Linked DNA regions of Zea mays: regions 1 and 2 are each linked to region 3. Evidence: chromatin contacts called from public Hi-C data. All regions are on one chromosome and are shown on one strand. The core of a region is the stretch at or near the end of the contact, and the rest is flanking DNA. Distances in the headings are between cores, read along the strand shown.

The links. Hi-C and Micro-C count contacts between places; a contact is called where the count stands out from the background.
Region 1: a contact with region 3 is called in a Hi-C map of ear, with 2.2 times the contacts expected there. The contact joins the promoter of ra1 here to the promoter of LOC100275657 in region 3. A contact is called at or near these places in 3 of 25 Hi-C or Micro-C datasets (ear, endosperm and tassel).
Region 2: a contact with region 3 is called in a Hi-C map of seedling, with 4 times the contacts expected there. The contact joins the promoter of LOC100279841 here to the promoter of LOC100275657 in region 3. A contact is called at or near these places in 9 of 25 Hi-C or Micro-C datasets (bundle sheath, ear, endosperm and 3 more).

Annotation. Positions count from the first base shown.
Region 1 is chr7:114,957,325-114,960,024 of Zm-B73-REFERENCE-NAM-5.0, forward strand. It overlaps ra1 (ramosa1), which reads left to right and starts at 1,319. Exons shown (of 1, transcript NM_001149977.2): 1 at 1,319-2,034. The coding sequence starts at 1,442. The coding sequence ends at 1,969.
Region 2 is chr7:114,874,872-114,877,571 of Zm-B73-REFERENCE-NAM-5.0, forward strand. It overlaps LOC100279841 (putative protein kinase superfamily protein), which reads left to right and starts at 1,428. Exons shown (of 3, transcript NM_001360999.1): 1 at 1,428-2,116. The coding sequence starts at 1,660.
Region 3 is chr7:114,614,308-114,617,007 of Zm-B73-REFERENCE-NAM-5.0, forward strand. LOC100275657 reads left to right here and starts at 1,398. Exons shown (of 3, transcript NM_001149692.2): 1 at 1,398-1,616; 2 at 1,730-1,814; 3 at 1,912-2,293. The coding sequence starts at 1,605. The coding sequence ends at 2,090. It overlaps LOC542626 (mismatch binding protein Mus3), which reads left to right. Exons shown (of 21, transcript XM_020541216.2): 21 at 1-615. It overlaps LOC100285796 (dihydrolipoyllysine-residue acetyltransferase component of pyruvatedehydrogenase complex), which reads right to left. Exons shown (of 6, transcript NM_001158686.3): 6 at 2,572-2,700. The coding sequence ends at 2,671.

The sequences.
Region 1 (2,700 bases), core at 69-2,568, 340 kb after region 3:
CGGCCACATGTAGACTAAAATTGCCATCATCGAAATCGCTGATGTTGAAAAACAAATCCTAATTCCTATAAAACATCAGTTTCTCTAGTTTCCACAATCCTCCTTTTCTAAAAAAATTCATTATATTTCTTCTAATCTATCCCATCTTTATCTTTATAGTTTCATTGTCGGGCGTCAAATCCGAAACAGGTAGATCTATTTTTTCATCACATTTGGCCTAACAACCAGATACGCTTATCTCTTGTATGTGTAACCAAGCAACAACCACGAGCACTTCATCTCCAACTTTCCATCTATTTTCTTGTCTACGCCCTCTCTTACCCAGATTCTTCTACATCGCCATAGAGGATGTAGAGGACCTCGAGCAGGCCATCTAGCTGGCCTCCGACTCGCCAGTCGTCGCGGCGGCGGCGTAGATATATTTTTCTCCCCCACGTCTCCTCTAACAACCAGATAAGTCTTGTATATTGTATGTCGTGACTCTCCACCGCCATACAATACGTGGCTGAACAGCCAAGGGAGAGAAAGAGGAGGCACCTATGACGTTCTCCTCCTTTATTTTGCGGTCCTTTATTAATCCCAACTTTTCTATTTCTTTTCTTGTTTTCCCCTTTCCCACCTAGATTCATCCTTGCAGTGTAGATCTATTTTTCTTCCACACGTCTAGCCTAACAACTAGATAAGATAAAACTTATATCTTATACTCTCTGTTCCAAATTAAAATTTGTTTTAGTGAATTATTGGATTCAAACAATTCTTGATATTTTGTATATGTGTCTAGATTTATCATCATTTATTTGAATATATAGATAAAAAACAATAGTTAAAACGAATATTATTTTAAGACGGAGCGAGTATATCATCATACGATACGTGGCTGATCTCACAATCTCAACGTGGTCAAAGTTGTGTGTGCCGGGCCATCTGCGCGTCGTGTGACACCGGTGCATGCGCAGCCTTTTGTTTTGCCGCCCCGCCCGCTCCATGCATGGCATGGGTGCAGGTTCTGTAGCTATGCCCGGAAGCACCTAGCTAGCTCGCAGCCTACATCTGCAAACTCACAAAGTTTGGGTATCGGAGGCATCAGCAGGTCGGGTTCAATGGAACGACGGATCACGTCTGTGTGTCGCTTTCGCAGCAGCGGGGAGAGCGCGGGGCCCGGCCCAGGACGCATGGACCGATGGACGCATGCAGACCATTTTTGTTTTTGTTTTTGTTTTTGTTTTTTTCCTGTCTAAAATGTAGGTGTGCTCTATCTTGCCTCTTCATGCGATAATGTGTGTGTATATATATACATGCCCTTCACTCTTCTTATAGCTCGCTAGCCCAGCTTTAGTTTATAGCACTCTCTCACTCAGTAGTCAGCTCCCTCCATTTGTCCATTCTCCAAAGGTAGTTAGCTAGGTTAGGCACACGCGCGCCACTCGACTAGCTAGCAGCTATGGAGGGAGAAGATGACGGCGCCCAAATGAAACTGCAGCAACAACAACAGTCGCCTTGCAGTGACAACTTGAGCTTGTCCGCCGCCTCCTCATGGCTGCCGCCACAGGTAAGGTCGTCGTCGTCGTCGTCGTCGTACACCTGCGGGTATTGCAAGAAGGAGTTCAGATCAGCACAAGGGCTGGGAGGCCACATGAACATCCACAGGCTGGACAGGGCCAGACTGATCCACCAACAGTACACTTCACACCGTATTGCTGCTCCCCATCCAAACCCTAATCCTAGTTGCACATCAGTTCTTGACCTTGAGCTCAGCTTGTCGTCGCTGCTAGCGCATGGTGCTGCCAGCAGCGACGGAGGCTTGTCTGTTCCAGTGGCAAAGCTGGCGGGCAACCGTTTCTCCTCCGCATCGCTCCCCACGACCAAGGACGTCGAGGGGAAGAACTTAGAGTTGAGGATAGGAGCGTGCAGTCATGGCGATGGCGCGGAAGAGCGTCTGGATCTTCAGCTTAGACTGGGCTACTACTGAGCCAGACAGAGGAACGAACTGCTACAATGGGTACGTGCAGTGCATGATGATGGAATGACTGGCTTTGTATAATAATAATGATGATCCGATTATTGTTATTTCTGTATGCTAAATATATGTCTCTTATGTTAGATTTAATATATATGACATATTTTATCTAACTAAATTAAATAAATTATATATAGGCGTCAACGTATTAAATACGTCTAGGGCATCGTAGTCTTTCCGAGGTGTCTTAACGTAGGAGGCTTTGGGGCCATCGGACCCTCCGGGCTCCGGAGCTTTCAACGCCTCAACGGCGTCGAGATCGACCCTCTCACTACTGAAGACGGCAGACAAAACAAAATATACTCGGCAAAATATTTGTAGAGTGCCACACTGAGCAAGAGTACTCAATGAATCAAATGTCGGCACATAGACAAGCTGACCGAAGTTAAATGACCGACAAAGATTTTTCGGTTTCTATTCTGTGAAGTCCTAGGCTGGCATGTTGTCATATATTGAAGCTAGGAGCAAAGTTTAGCACTGCACGCAGACATGGTTGTCAATGTTGTGGGTGCACCTTGTAGTATTTAATACTCCCTCAAGGTGCAAATTATAAGTCGTTTAGGAAAACGACAGGTACTCCAAAATATAGCTTTGACCAATATTTTTTTTTAAATACAAATGAACTCTTAATACATTTATACTTTCGTAAAAGTACTTTTTAGGATAAATCGACACATATGACT
Region 2 (2,700 bases), core at 178-2,677, 260 kb after region 3:
GATACCTGTCTGATCCACATTCAGGCAAATCTCAAACTGGATATGTATTTCTTTGTGGAGGAACTGCAATTTCATGGAAGTCGTCAAAACAAACTTTGGTCTCGACTTCAACGAACCACTAAGAAATTATTGCATTATATGAAGCCTCGCGTGAATGTGCATGGCTTCGAAGAATGATCAACCATATCCAATCTGCATGTGGGTTGAATATTGAGCAAACACCCACAATCATTTTTGAAGACAATGCAGCTTGTGTCGCACAAGTTCAAATGGGTTATGTGAAAAGCAATCTTACGAAGCATATAAATCCCAAATTCTTCTATGCACATGAACTACATAAGATGAATGAGATTAAAATATTGCACACTAAGTCATGTGAAAATCTCGCAGATATGTTCACAAAGTCACTTCCTGCGTCATCCTTTGAAAGATGCGTCCGAGGACTTGGAATGATGAGACTTAGAGAATTGCAGATCTCAGGGGGAGAAACTTCACACACACCTAAATAAATCTTAAACGTAAATTTTAAGTACCCAAATAATCTAGAAGATTAAATTGTTATATTGGGTAAATTGTACTTTTTTCCTTTATGTGAGTTTTCATGAAAGTTTCTCACTAAGGTTTTGATGAGGCAATTCATGCGACACAGCAAGCGTGAGCTATGTACTCTTTCTCCAATTTTTCCCACTAGGTTTTTATGGAATTTTGGGACATATGCATCTCGTGGCATTAGGCCAAAGGGGAGTGTTAAGAAACCTTTCTTGGGCCAGGAAGGCCTATGTGGCCCATATGCCTGAAACCCTAGTTATTGTCTATAAATAGAGAGGAGATCCACATATCATGTAATCTTGGATAGCAGCACCATACAGTAATAAAGAATCAGTCCATCTCTACACTATTGTCTCCTTGTATTCTACTATTATTTAGTTAAGTAGTACTTGAACTACACTCGGTAGCAAGGGGTTCTTAACACGGATAACCGCTCAGTATTCCATATCATCATGGCGTCGAGGCTTGTTGCTCTCGTCATGATGATGAATGGCCATGGTCGTCCTTCCGTGTCTCTTGGTGGGGAAACGGACGTGGATCAGCATCGACTCCGTTCTGCTCATGCGTGCGTGTGTGTGTGGGAGACGGACCTGACCAAGCCGGCAGCTGTGCCGCTTGCTTCCTCCCGGTTTCCCACGAATCCGTTCCATGCCGCTTGCTGCCTCGTGTCGTGCTGCGCCCACGGACTCCCCTCTGTTCTGTGGAACCGCCGGGCGGAACGGAACAACACGGCGTTGTTGAACGCGCAGACGCGTACTTTGCCGCGACAGAGACGGGTCTTGAACAATAGCAGCAGCACCAGCTGTCGCTTCACCCGATGCGCTCTTGGTCTTGGAGCCCCGTCCCGACCCCGCACGAAAATCCCACCCACCGCCGCCCGTCTCCCGCTCAAGCCCCGCCTGCCGAGCTAGCTAGCTTCCCTCCAGCCCCGTCCGCTCGCCTGGAAGCTGCCTGCGCTTGCGCACGTGGGCGCGCAGTGGGAGAAGAACCCACCCACCTCCCGCGTCTGCGTACGTTTTTCACCCGGCCGCCTCGGGGGCTCAGGGCTCAGGCAGGCCGATACCCTCCCCAATCCCCACCGGCACCGAGGCGCTGGCCGACGAGGCCAGCATGAAGCCGCGGGCGTTCCTGGAGCGCCTGGCCCGCCCCTTCTCCTCCTCCCGCCGCTCCTCCTCCGACCAGTCCCGCCGCGACAGGGAGGAGGAGGCGGACCTCGAGGCGATCGCGGCGCGGGAGCAGCGCGCGTTCAGGTACGAGACCCTGGCGGCGGCGACGCGGAGCTTCTCCGAGAAGAACCGGCTCGGGCAGGGCGGGTTCGGCCCCGTGTACCGGGGCCGCCTGGAGGACGGCCGCGACGTCGCCGTCAAGCGCCTGGGCGCCGGCTCGCGGCAGGGCGCCCGGGAGTTCCGCAACGAGGCCACGCTGCTGTCCCGCGTGCAGCACCGCAACGTGGTCAACCTCATCGGCTACTGCGCCCGCGGGGCGGAGGACAAGCTGCTGGTGTACGAGTACGTGCCCAACGAGAGCCTCGACAAGATCCTCTTCTCCTCCTCCTCCTCCGCCCGCTGTGAGTCCTCTTCCTTCCTTCCTTCCTTCTCCATTGTTCCCTCCCTCTCTCTCTCTCTCCCACGCACGCCGTCAATTTCCACTGGTTGCTTCGGTCCATCGATCGCTCAAGTTCGCGCGATTCCCGTTTCGTGCGATCTCACGACGGGGTTGCCACTTCGTTGGGAGGGGATTAGATTCGCAGTTTGTAGTATACCACCACAACACAGGGAGAAATGCAATTAATCCGATCCGTTTGCTGATTGAAAACAGAGGCAGCCGATGCGTGGTTGGTGGCGATATTTTTTTCCCCTAGGGGTAGCCGGGTAGGCGGGGTAGCGCATCATCAATGCGCCAGGAAAATTAAAGTCGCGCATGGTACCGTTGTTGTGTTCCCTACGGTCTCAGGCTGGCTGGTTGATTGATCATTGATCCGTTCTACAAACCACACAAACCGATGGTATGAATGGTCCTCGCATCCACTTCCACGCTTCCACTTCCCTACGACGATAGCCTGTACTCGTCCTCCGTGCATGCATGCGACGCGTCCCTCGTCTCTCCAAGGGTCAATTGGTCATAACTCATAACTAACCAGCACCCGTATCC
Region 3 (2,700 bases), core at 148-2,647:
ATTACGTGGACACGGGTTCCAATCGAGGACAGCATTGCCCTAGGTTTAGTGTGGAAGCAGAAAAAGGCTCAGTCCCATCGGATGTGTCAGGATTCATTGATGGGACGTGGATTGAGAATTCTGCGTCTACAGCTTTACTATCCCTTCCAACAATTTTGTGCCCTCACTAATTCTCCTACCAGGCCAGGAGCCCCAAGGTATTGGTCTGTCCTGGTTTGTTCGAGCTCGGTAGGGTGTTGGATCAGTGCTGACCTGAGACGTGGAGAAACATCCCGGACTGTAACTTTCCTGAAGGGTTAATTATGATTACTATATGTAAATCAGAACTACTCTCTCGAAGTTGCAAGGCAACTTAGGATTAATTTTAGTGCCTTTTTGTATTCTGAAAAGTTCGAGCTTGTATTTAGTCGAGATTTGAGCTGTAATCCAAAACAAAATAGGCCCCACTCCAACGTTTTATAGCCTTATCGTAGAACGATACAGGACACGTGGACATGAATCTTACTACGGTTATTCCCATCTGGGTTAGTTTGTGAACTTAAATCCTTTGGGATCTCCTGGGGTGAGGAATTTTAGGAGATACTATTTAAATAAGATATTTAATTATTTATGATAGGTTTTTTCTCTTTACCTCTCCTTGTTAGATCTGAGCATAGACCTTCTGATCCAACGAACTTGCTCGAAAAAAAACTGATTAATGCAAATCTGATTAATGCGATGTATGGGTATATGCTAGTGTTTGACCAGTAACCATCCATGGGTTAGGTACAGTTCATCCCAAACCTAATCTAAGCTAAAAAAATCCGACCCAATCTAGAAAAAATCTAACCCGACGTGTTCAATAGAGGCATGGGCTAATCTAACATAACTCGATACTATGCATGAGTTGGACATGAGCCGGATCAAACGATCCAATATTTACACGATCCAATCTTTACTTGACCCGACGTTTGAACGATCCAACCTTTATGTGACCCGACGTTTGAACAAGTCCACACTTTGCTTTCAAACTAGCACTTTAAATCCATTCAATCTCCTTCCATCTATATGAATTAAGATTAAAATGAACATGTAAAGAGTGCTAATAACCTTCCCACGGGACCTTGCAGAATACTAGCAATACCGATTACCGTAGGAGTCGATGAATCTAAAAGTAACCAAAATGTGAAAGCATATAAGCGGGTCCACGGTCCAAAACTCCGAATCAACGAGCCGAAGAACAGCAGAGCAGTCGTAGAAAAAGGATGTGTGGAAGCGGAAAGGGCACTGCATGGAAGCCAGCCTGCGCTGCTTGTGCCCCGGAATCTGATTCCCAAAAAGCACATAGATCGAGCCCACACGGGAATGAATCACTCGAGTGAAGCGTCCATAAAAGATCAGGCTCACAAGTTACAAGTAGTCAAGTACGGCTGCAAGCAAAGCGAAGCACACCAAAGCGAGCATCAAGCAGCGCCTCGCACGCTAATCCCTTCCTTTCCTCTGCTGGCCGCCCTTAACAGCACTCGGTCCTCGCTCTCCCTGCGGCGGCCTTTTTCACACTCTGCACCTCCTCCCCTCCGGCCAGTCGAAACCGTCGCCGCCGCCGCCGGGAGGAGAAGAGCTCCATGGACTACAGGGTGAGTGCGTGCCAACATGAGGGTTTCATGTTATGTCAGTCCTAGCAAAATTGTTGTCGAGAGCTGAAACTCCGAGAGGCAGTTAAGTGACGTGTGCTCTTTACTCTCAGCAGCAGTCCTACTGCATGACCCTGAGGATGAACATCGACTGCAACGGGTGCTACCAGAGGATCAGGAGGGCGCTCCTCCAGATGCGAGGTAAACACTCTAGCCGCCCATCTGCGGTGATGCCTGAAAGGCTGAAACCTCGGTTTGTGAAGCTTCTCTGAACTGAACCTTTTTGGTTTTTTTGCAGAGCTGGAGAAACACCTGATCGACAAGAAGCACGGCCGGGTCGTAGTGTGGGGCGCCTTCAGCCCGCAGGACGTGGCCATCAAGATCAGGAAGCGGACCAACCGCCGCGTCGAGATCCTCGACCTCAGCGAGGCCTCGCCGGCAGCCCCAGAAGGCGGCCCCGACGGCCACATGTCCTGAAGGAACCACGTCACCAATACGTACTCTGGAGAACTGCTTGCTATTCTCTTCACTCTTCACCAAGGCAGGCCCGCCTCAGAGGACGTAACCATATGCCTGCCTGGCATCTTTTACCTTCTTGTAATTTAGGAATCCTGCATCATTTTGTTCTGTAACTGTGAAGGCTTGTTGAAGTAACCAGAAAAAAAATCTAGGTACCGTTCTAAAAGTCCATCTGATGCGACCAGAGAGGCTATGCTCGTTTGCTTTAACTTTACTCAAAACAGGAAAAAATGATCTGTTGAATTTCCTGTCAATTAGTATTGTCCAGTTAAGACATAAACAAGATCTATATAGGAACCAGGAAGCAGCCTCTATCATTATTAATGCCCCAAAGTGTTTACACAATTCATGGTTTCTTGAATCAGGGTCTCCCTCCAAGAATAGATAAACACACGGAGCGAAAACGATCAGTGTATAAACTGTACACAAAAATCTGTATGTGGAGATATAACATTGAAAAGTGTCTTTTTATTATCTATATTGGCATTGTCTTCCAATTGTGAATAAAAAAAAATTGAGAACTTGTATGAAGCTTCCCTTACAATGTGAGGCATTCAGGATCCTCAAC